Regions from separate parts of the Mus musculus genome. Here region 2 is linked to region 1. A link is a contact called in public HiCAR-type data. All regions are on one chromosome and are shown on one strand. Each heading gives the region's core, a stretch centred on a gene start, on an enhancer-like site or on the middle of the called end of the contact. The rest is flanking DNA. Distances are from core to core; before and after follow the strand shown.

Region 1 (3,481 bases), core at 318-2,817:
GAGCACACTCAGCAGGGCAATGGGTGGCTCGGGTTTCAAAGTAGTCAGCTGACATTACCGAAGTGACAACTAACATGGGGCCGAAGAAAAAGTGCTAGAGGTGACACAGAGACATAATCCCTTCTAATTTTAAGTGCAGAAAAACACTATAGGTTGGCTATTGTGACATAATCTGTAATCCCAGCACCAGAAGATGGAAGTAGAAAGAGCTGGAGTTCAAGGCTATCCTCAGCTACACAGAAAGTTTTAGTACAGCCTGGGCTACATGAAACTATATCTCAAACAAACAAACAAACAAACAAGAACGAAACAAAATAAAACTAGAGCTAGAGGGATCCCTCAGTGGTTAAGAGCACTTGTCTTTGGAAAGGTCCTAGATTCTATTCCCACACCAACATGGTGGCTGGCTCACGACTATCTCTAATTTCAGAAGAGATCCAATACCCTCTTCTGACCTCCACGTGCACCAGGCATGTGTGTGATACCCATATATACATTCAAGGAAAACACACAAGTACAATAAAATAAATAAATCTGGGAGAGAAAAAAAAACCCCCAAACATAACCACCACTACTAGTTCAAATCCAAGTTTAATACACTTCATTAAAAAAAACAATAAAAAAGAAACACTAAAATATGGCAAAATCTCGACAACTCAAAGCGTTTTATTATACCTGAGTAAATTACAGCTCCCAGGTATGTAGTGGTTGGTGGTTCTGTGTTCACCTTTCACTGCCTGTCCTGCTTGCTCGTTGGCTTGTGGTCGAAGATCAAAATGACACCATTAAAAATGAAAGTTCCCCGCTTCTGGTTTCATTTCCTACCGCAAGGATGCCAGTGATTTTTTTCCTTTTTTTTTTTCAGAGATCACAAATCAGTCACCACTTCCTGCTTAAGACTCTCCGTAGGGTTGCTGCACAAAAACAAACTCAGGGAAACTAGGCACGGCTCGGAAGGACAGGGCCACCTGCTTGATTCAGGCAAAGGTGTCCCCCCAGTCTCACGTTTCGTGGTAAGTTCCGCGCTGGAACTGGCTCTTAAGCCAGCAGCCATCCACAGTGGCTCTCCCGTTCTGGCCCTCCTGTCCACCCAGTGTCCCCGAAAGGCTTCCCCAGTCTTAAGATCTACAGGGGCTGCGGGAAGGGGCTGGAATGTGAGTGGCCCCAGGCACTCCTAAACGATCTTTCGGACCGTCTTCAGAGATCCATTAAAATACTCTCTGTGCCTCAGTTTCCCCATCTACAGAAAGCCCATGAACCTCTATTGAAGCGGTGAAGCCTGGAGAAGATCAGGGCCGGCGTGTGTGCGGCTAAGGATCTCCTGTGACCGTGAGGGACCCAGGCCTAGTCCGCAGACCCTGGGGCGGCCACAGGGGCCACCTCGTCATCCCGGAACAGCGCTATCCGCGGACGACGCCACGCCCGCACAGCTGGGATACACTTTACTAGGAGCCGGGCGCGCCGGACTGCTCTGCGCAGGCGCGGTCCGCACTGCGCAGGCGTAGAGCTCTGCGCTGAGGTGAGGCATTGCGCGCCGCGAGGTGTGGGCGCGCGCTCCCCAGCCACGGCGCACGCGCGGGCCCGCGCCGACTCAGCACGGCCCGAGGGCGCGAGCCCGCCGTCACCGCTACCGCCGCCGGCCGGACCGCCGTGCGCCCGGCGTGCGCGTGGGAGAGAGCACGGCTGCCGGTGCCGGCGCCGCCCCGCTGCCTTCTATCTGCCTCAGCCTCGCGCGCCCAGTGGTGGCCGGTGAGTGCGGGGCTCGGGCCGCGGCCGCGGAGGCGCGGGCTCAGGGCGTTGGGCGGCGCGGGCCGCGGTGCGGGCTTCGGCGGACACGGCCCCCACCGCGCCCCGGCCTCGCTCCTCGTCAGGCCGGGCCCCGAGGGCTGAGGAGGCCGCGGGGCTGGGGCGCGAGAGGCCGCGGGGTCCGGGACGGCGGGGCGGGCGCGGCGGGGACCGGGAGGCCCGAAAGCCGAAAAACAAAAGAGGTGGCAGGCGGAGTGCTGAGCAGCCGCGGGGTGGCCGGCGCGGGGCTTCCAGTGCGACCGCACGAACCCCGGAGTCATTGTGCTGTCCAAGTTCCCTCCGCCCCGACCCAGCCCCGCCACGGCGCGCTGCCTGTCCCCGCCGGTCCTCGCCGGCTGCTTTTGTGGCACCGCTCGGAGGAGCGATCGTGTCTGTGTGCGCACTTGTGTCGTTTAATTGTAAGGTTTATTTTATTTTATTTTAATTTTTTTTTTGCGGAGAAATGCGCCGAGGAGAAAGTTGCTTTTTGAAAGCCATTTCAACAGTGTCTCATTCTTGCATAGTTAGACTGCAGCTGGGTGTTTGGCAGTGGGACCAAGATAATAGCAATACTGTAATGATTATGGGAACTGGTTGAAATAGGTTGGAGCTGAAGGCACTGCAAGAGTTTGCGGGTTCGTTTTAAATCTGACCAGCGCTGGCATTTCTACTTAGAATGGAAGCTTTATCATGGTTGTGGTAATGGGTTATTACTACTTGAAGTGAAATAGCAGCGCCTCACTGTGTGTGTGTGTATTTATAAACTGAGGAATGAAAAGTCTCCTTTCAAAGACAGGTCTCTGAACAGTGACCTGGGACAGAAGTATTGTGAATGCAGACATAAAAAGAGCTAGTTCATCTAACATTAGCATTCTCCGAATTTTTGTGGAGATACACTATAGATAATATTTCCACTCAGTGATACTGTTGAGTTTCGTGTAGTATTTAAACGTGAACTTTTTTTTTTTTTTCCTGGGTATGAAACACCAGGGCTTCCCACGCGGTTCGTGCTGGTCCACAAAGCCACGCCCCCAGTCCTAACAGGAAACTTTAAGGAACGTGGACATGGTTCCCAGTATTATTATGAATTTAGTTTTATATTTGTGGCTGTTGTAAGTGGGCCGATCCCTGGCCTCCTTTTAAGACACTTGAGCTTATTAAAAGGCTACAAGAGTACATTTTCCTGGAAAGGATCTTGTTAGGGACATTGCCATATAAGCTAACTTATACGTGATCTACAGGCAAAGGTGGCTTCTGTTTGGGAGGGACCCACAAGTCACAGCTTTTAGGACTGTGTGGCTCAGGAAGAGATGATGCCTGGACAGGTAAGTCCTTTTGGCTCAAAATCCATAGTGTGGGGCCAGGACAGCTTTGGCAAGCTCCCTAGAGTAGATGGGACCTACTGTGTTTGAGGCTGGCAGCCCACTAAACAAGGAAGTGTTGGGGGTGGAGTTCCAGCAGTAGCTGTGAAGGGTGGGAGGAGGCAGCACGGAGGAAGCGGGGTATGTGAAGTAGTTTGGAACTCTAATCCTGTTGTTGGAAATTACATAATCCCCCAGTCCTCAAAACCCTGTTCTGGAGCTGGTTAGATAACTCTTCTCCATAGGAATTGGGAGATCTAAAAGACATTTGTAGGCTGGGCAGTTAGCTCTTTGTGTGTTACGTGTGAAAGGCTCGGAGTTTGAGCAGTGGCACA
Region 2 (3,481 bases), core at 287-2,786, 2.4 Mb before region 1:
TATTCTTGACTCTAAAGCCAGAGCCACATGCCCGAAGCTGCTGAGTTCTGCTGCTTGCTGGAGCTGGGACATGGGCACCTTGTCTTATGACATTATCACCAACCTTTTGTTTTTCAACTCCTTCAGTGCCTAACTTGGCTGTCCTGGAACTTTCTCTGTAGATTATGCTGGCCTTGAACTCAGAGATCCTCCTGCCTTTGCCTCCAGAGCACCTGCCTGTCTCTAGAATGCTAGGATTAAATGTGTGTCCCATCACTGCCCGGCCTGCCCGGCTATCTACCCTCACTTCTTCTTTTTTTTTTTTTAAAGATTTATTTATTTATTATATGTAAGTAAGTACACTGTAGCTGTCTTCAGACACTACAGAAGAGGGAGTCAGATCTTGTTACAGATGGTTGTGAGCCACCATGTGGTTGCTGGGATTTGAACTCCGGACCTTCGGAAGAGCAGTCGGGTGCTCTTACCCACTGAGCCATCTCACCAGCCCCTACCCTCACTTCTTAATGCTTGTCTTACAGGTATTCACTATCAAACCCAGCTTCTAGAACTTCTTTTTCAGGCGTAACAGTAGACTATGCAGATGTAGCTCACTGGTAGAGGCTTGGCCGGACTTGAGGCCTTAGGGCTCCAAAGATACTGCACATTCCTACATAGTGGCACACTCTTAATTGCAGCACTTGGGTGGCAGAGGCAGGCAGATTTCTGAGAGTTCCAGGCCAGCCTGGTCTACATAGGGAATTCCAGGACAGACAGAGGTACATAGCGAGATTCTGTCTCTAACAAAACAAATCACTGGATAATATCCCATTTCCATGTAAACAGTCATTCGGGTTAGCTATTATAAATAATGACATACAAATATGTTAGAATCGGTGTTTTCTACGCGTTGGTTATACACCTAGACGTGGGACTGTCTGATCACGTGGTAACTACCGTGAGTTTTTTTTTTTTTTCAGTATTTTCTAGAGGTTGCAGCCTTTCCTACTAAATGCCCTCAAGAATTTTCTTAACACCTGTAATCATCCGAAAAAAAAAATTGCCTCCGATTCCTTTTCGCTGTTCTCGTGCTGCTGCGGCAGCAAAGGCGTTAAAATGGCATCCCTTTGATTCCAGGTCCGGAGGCAGAGGAAAGAGAACTTCCGTAAGTTCGAGGCCAGCCTAGTCTACATAGCGAGTTCCCCAGTTATGTTTCTCTCCAGCCAGAAATACATCCTGTCTCAAACAAATAAATTGATAAAAGGAATTCCTGGGTCTAGGGGAAACTGTTAGCAACCTATCTCCTCCAAGTCTTCCGAGGAACCCCCAGCGGTGGAAATGATGCGCAGGAATTGGTGCAGAAGCCAGATTGCGGGCCACTTCCGGGCGCTTCAAGATGACGGATTTTTCTCGTTCTGCGCATGCGTCCTTCCAGGGTTGCCGGGGCGACGGTGCCTTCCAACCCCGTGTCCACGCATAGTGAAGTTCGGCGTTCTCTCCTCCCCGCCTGCGGGGACCAGTCGCGCGGCGATGACGTCGAGGGGGTCTGGCTAGGCGTCGCGGACTCCGGAGATGGAGGAAAAGGAGCAGCTGCGGCGGCAGATACGCCTCCTGCAGGGTGAGCTGGCTGCGGTCGGGCCGTGTGTTCCCTTGTTTCTTGTGATCGCCGTAGACCCTCTCCGAAGCGAGTGCTGTCGGTTGCGGTCTCCCGATGGTCGTCATGGGTGGGCATCGGAGCGGCCGAGTCGGGTTCGGCCCTCGCGTGACAGACCCGCCAGGCTTCGGGGCGAGGGAGCGGGCCGGGCCTCCAAGGGGCTGTCAGGAGATGATAGCACGGTGGTCTTACCAGCGAGTGGTCGCGGCAGCCGACTTCCAGGTTCGGCTGGCTCGGAAGCGTTTCTCTTCCGCTGCCGTTGAGTGCCTTTGGCTCGATTCAGGCACAGCCCCCACGTACTCAGGGCTGACTACCCAGGCACCAGCTTCAGCTTCAAATGTTTAGACTCAAGTTGGTCTTTATAAGCGTTCATATCGTTTTCAAAGTTTCCCCCACAAAAGCATGTCCTAAGGAGAGTCCAAGTGGCCTTCCTATTTGAGACTACTTCGTGCGTTTCCCTAACACCCGACCGGAGGTGTCTGGCAGGATTCGAGGGTCGAGGCAGGCCCTGTGTGTGTGTGTGTTTGGTTATTGGGGATCCAGCGAGCCTGCTGGCGTTCCTTCACTCTTCTTCCAGGGCTCCATGAGTCACTTCATTGGAAAATCCTTGTGGTGGTGGTATCAGGTGTTTTTCTGTAGGAGATGATGTTAGTTAGCTGTTGGGTCATCATTGTGTTTTTGTTTTTTTGTTTTTTATTTCTGTCTGTCACGTACTGGGTTAGAGAAGCGTCAGTTCTGAGAAGACAGTTATGCACTATGGTGCAGTCCTGCAATTTTCCCCGTGAGTGGGTAAACTACAGGGCCTCAGTGGAAGACTTGTCCAGTTCTTACCCAGGCACCACAGGTTTCTGGTCCCTGACTGTTTTTTTTTGTTTTTTTGTTTTTTTTTTTGGTTTTTTTTGTTTTTTGTTTTTTGTTTTTTTTGTTTTTTTTTTTTTGGTATAGGGAGTGACACTTGCTCTCAGAACATTGTAGATCTCATAGGCCAGGGGGTAGAAGCAGTCATACCACAAAAGCTGCCATCTTCAGGATAAGCAAGCCAAATACTAATAGTGATGGAGAAGTGCTCACAGAATTGACAAGCCTAGAGATTTGGACTGAACTTTACATGGTTTCCAGTCACTTAGGACTGCTCTCAAGTCAGCAAGGCGAGCAGGTCTGGAGTATTAGGGTAGGGGTAGTAGTCTTGATTGGTGCTGTTTTTATTCACATCTCCTAGGTAACTGAGCGTGTGATTCTGCCTTCTCAGGTCTAATTGATGACTATAAAACACTCCACGGCAATGGCCCTGCCCTGGGCAACTCATCAGCTACTCGGTGGCAGCCACCCATGTTCCCGGGTGGCAGGACCTTTGGCGCCCGCTACTCCCGTCCAAGTCGGAGGGGCTTCTCCTCACACCATGGCCCTTCGTGGCGCAAGAAATACTCCCTTGTGAATCAGCCTGTGGAATCTTCTGACCCAGCCAGCGATCCTGCTTTTCAGACATCCCTCAGGTCTGAGGATAGCCAGCATCCTGAACCCCAGCAGTATGTACTGGAGAGACAGGTCCAGCTCAGTCCAGATCAGAATATGGTTATTAAGATCAAGCCACCATCAAAGTCAGGTGCCATCAATGCTTCAGGGGTCCAGCGGGGGTCCTTGGAAGGCTGTGATGACCCCTCTTGGAGTGGCCAAAGACCCCAAGGAAGTGAGGTTGAGGTCCCTGGTGGACAACTGCAGCCTGCAAGGCCAGGAAGAACCAAGGTGGGTTACAGTGTGGACGACCCCCTCTTGGTCTGCCAGAAGGAGCCTGGCAAGCCTCGGGTAGTGAAGTCTGTGGGCAGGGTGAGTGACAGCTCTCCCGAGCATCGG

The links. HiCAR-type assays count read pairs that join an accessible place to other places.
Region 2: a HiCAR-type map of astrocytes shows a contact between it and region 1, with 4 times the contacts expected there. The contact joins the promoter of Zc3h3 here to the promoter of Ptk2 in region 1. A contact is called at or near these places in 1 of 39 promoter capture datasets (liver) and 1 of 115 datasets of contacts at active chromatin or transcription factors (astrocytes).

What each region holds. Positions count from the first base shown.
Region 1 is chr15:73,421,277-73,424,757 of GRCm38.p6, reverse strand. Ptk2 (PTK2 protein tyrosine kinase 2) reads left to right here and starts at 1,567. Exons shown (of 35, transcript NM_001358046.1): 1 at 1,567-1,749.
Region 2 is chr15:75,839,963-75,843,443 of GRCm38.p6, reverse strand. Zc3h3 (zinc finger CCCH type containing 3) reads left to right here and starts at 1,536. Exons shown (of 12, transcript NM_172121.1): 1 at 1,536-1,594; 2 at 2,880-3,481. The coding sequence starts at 1,549.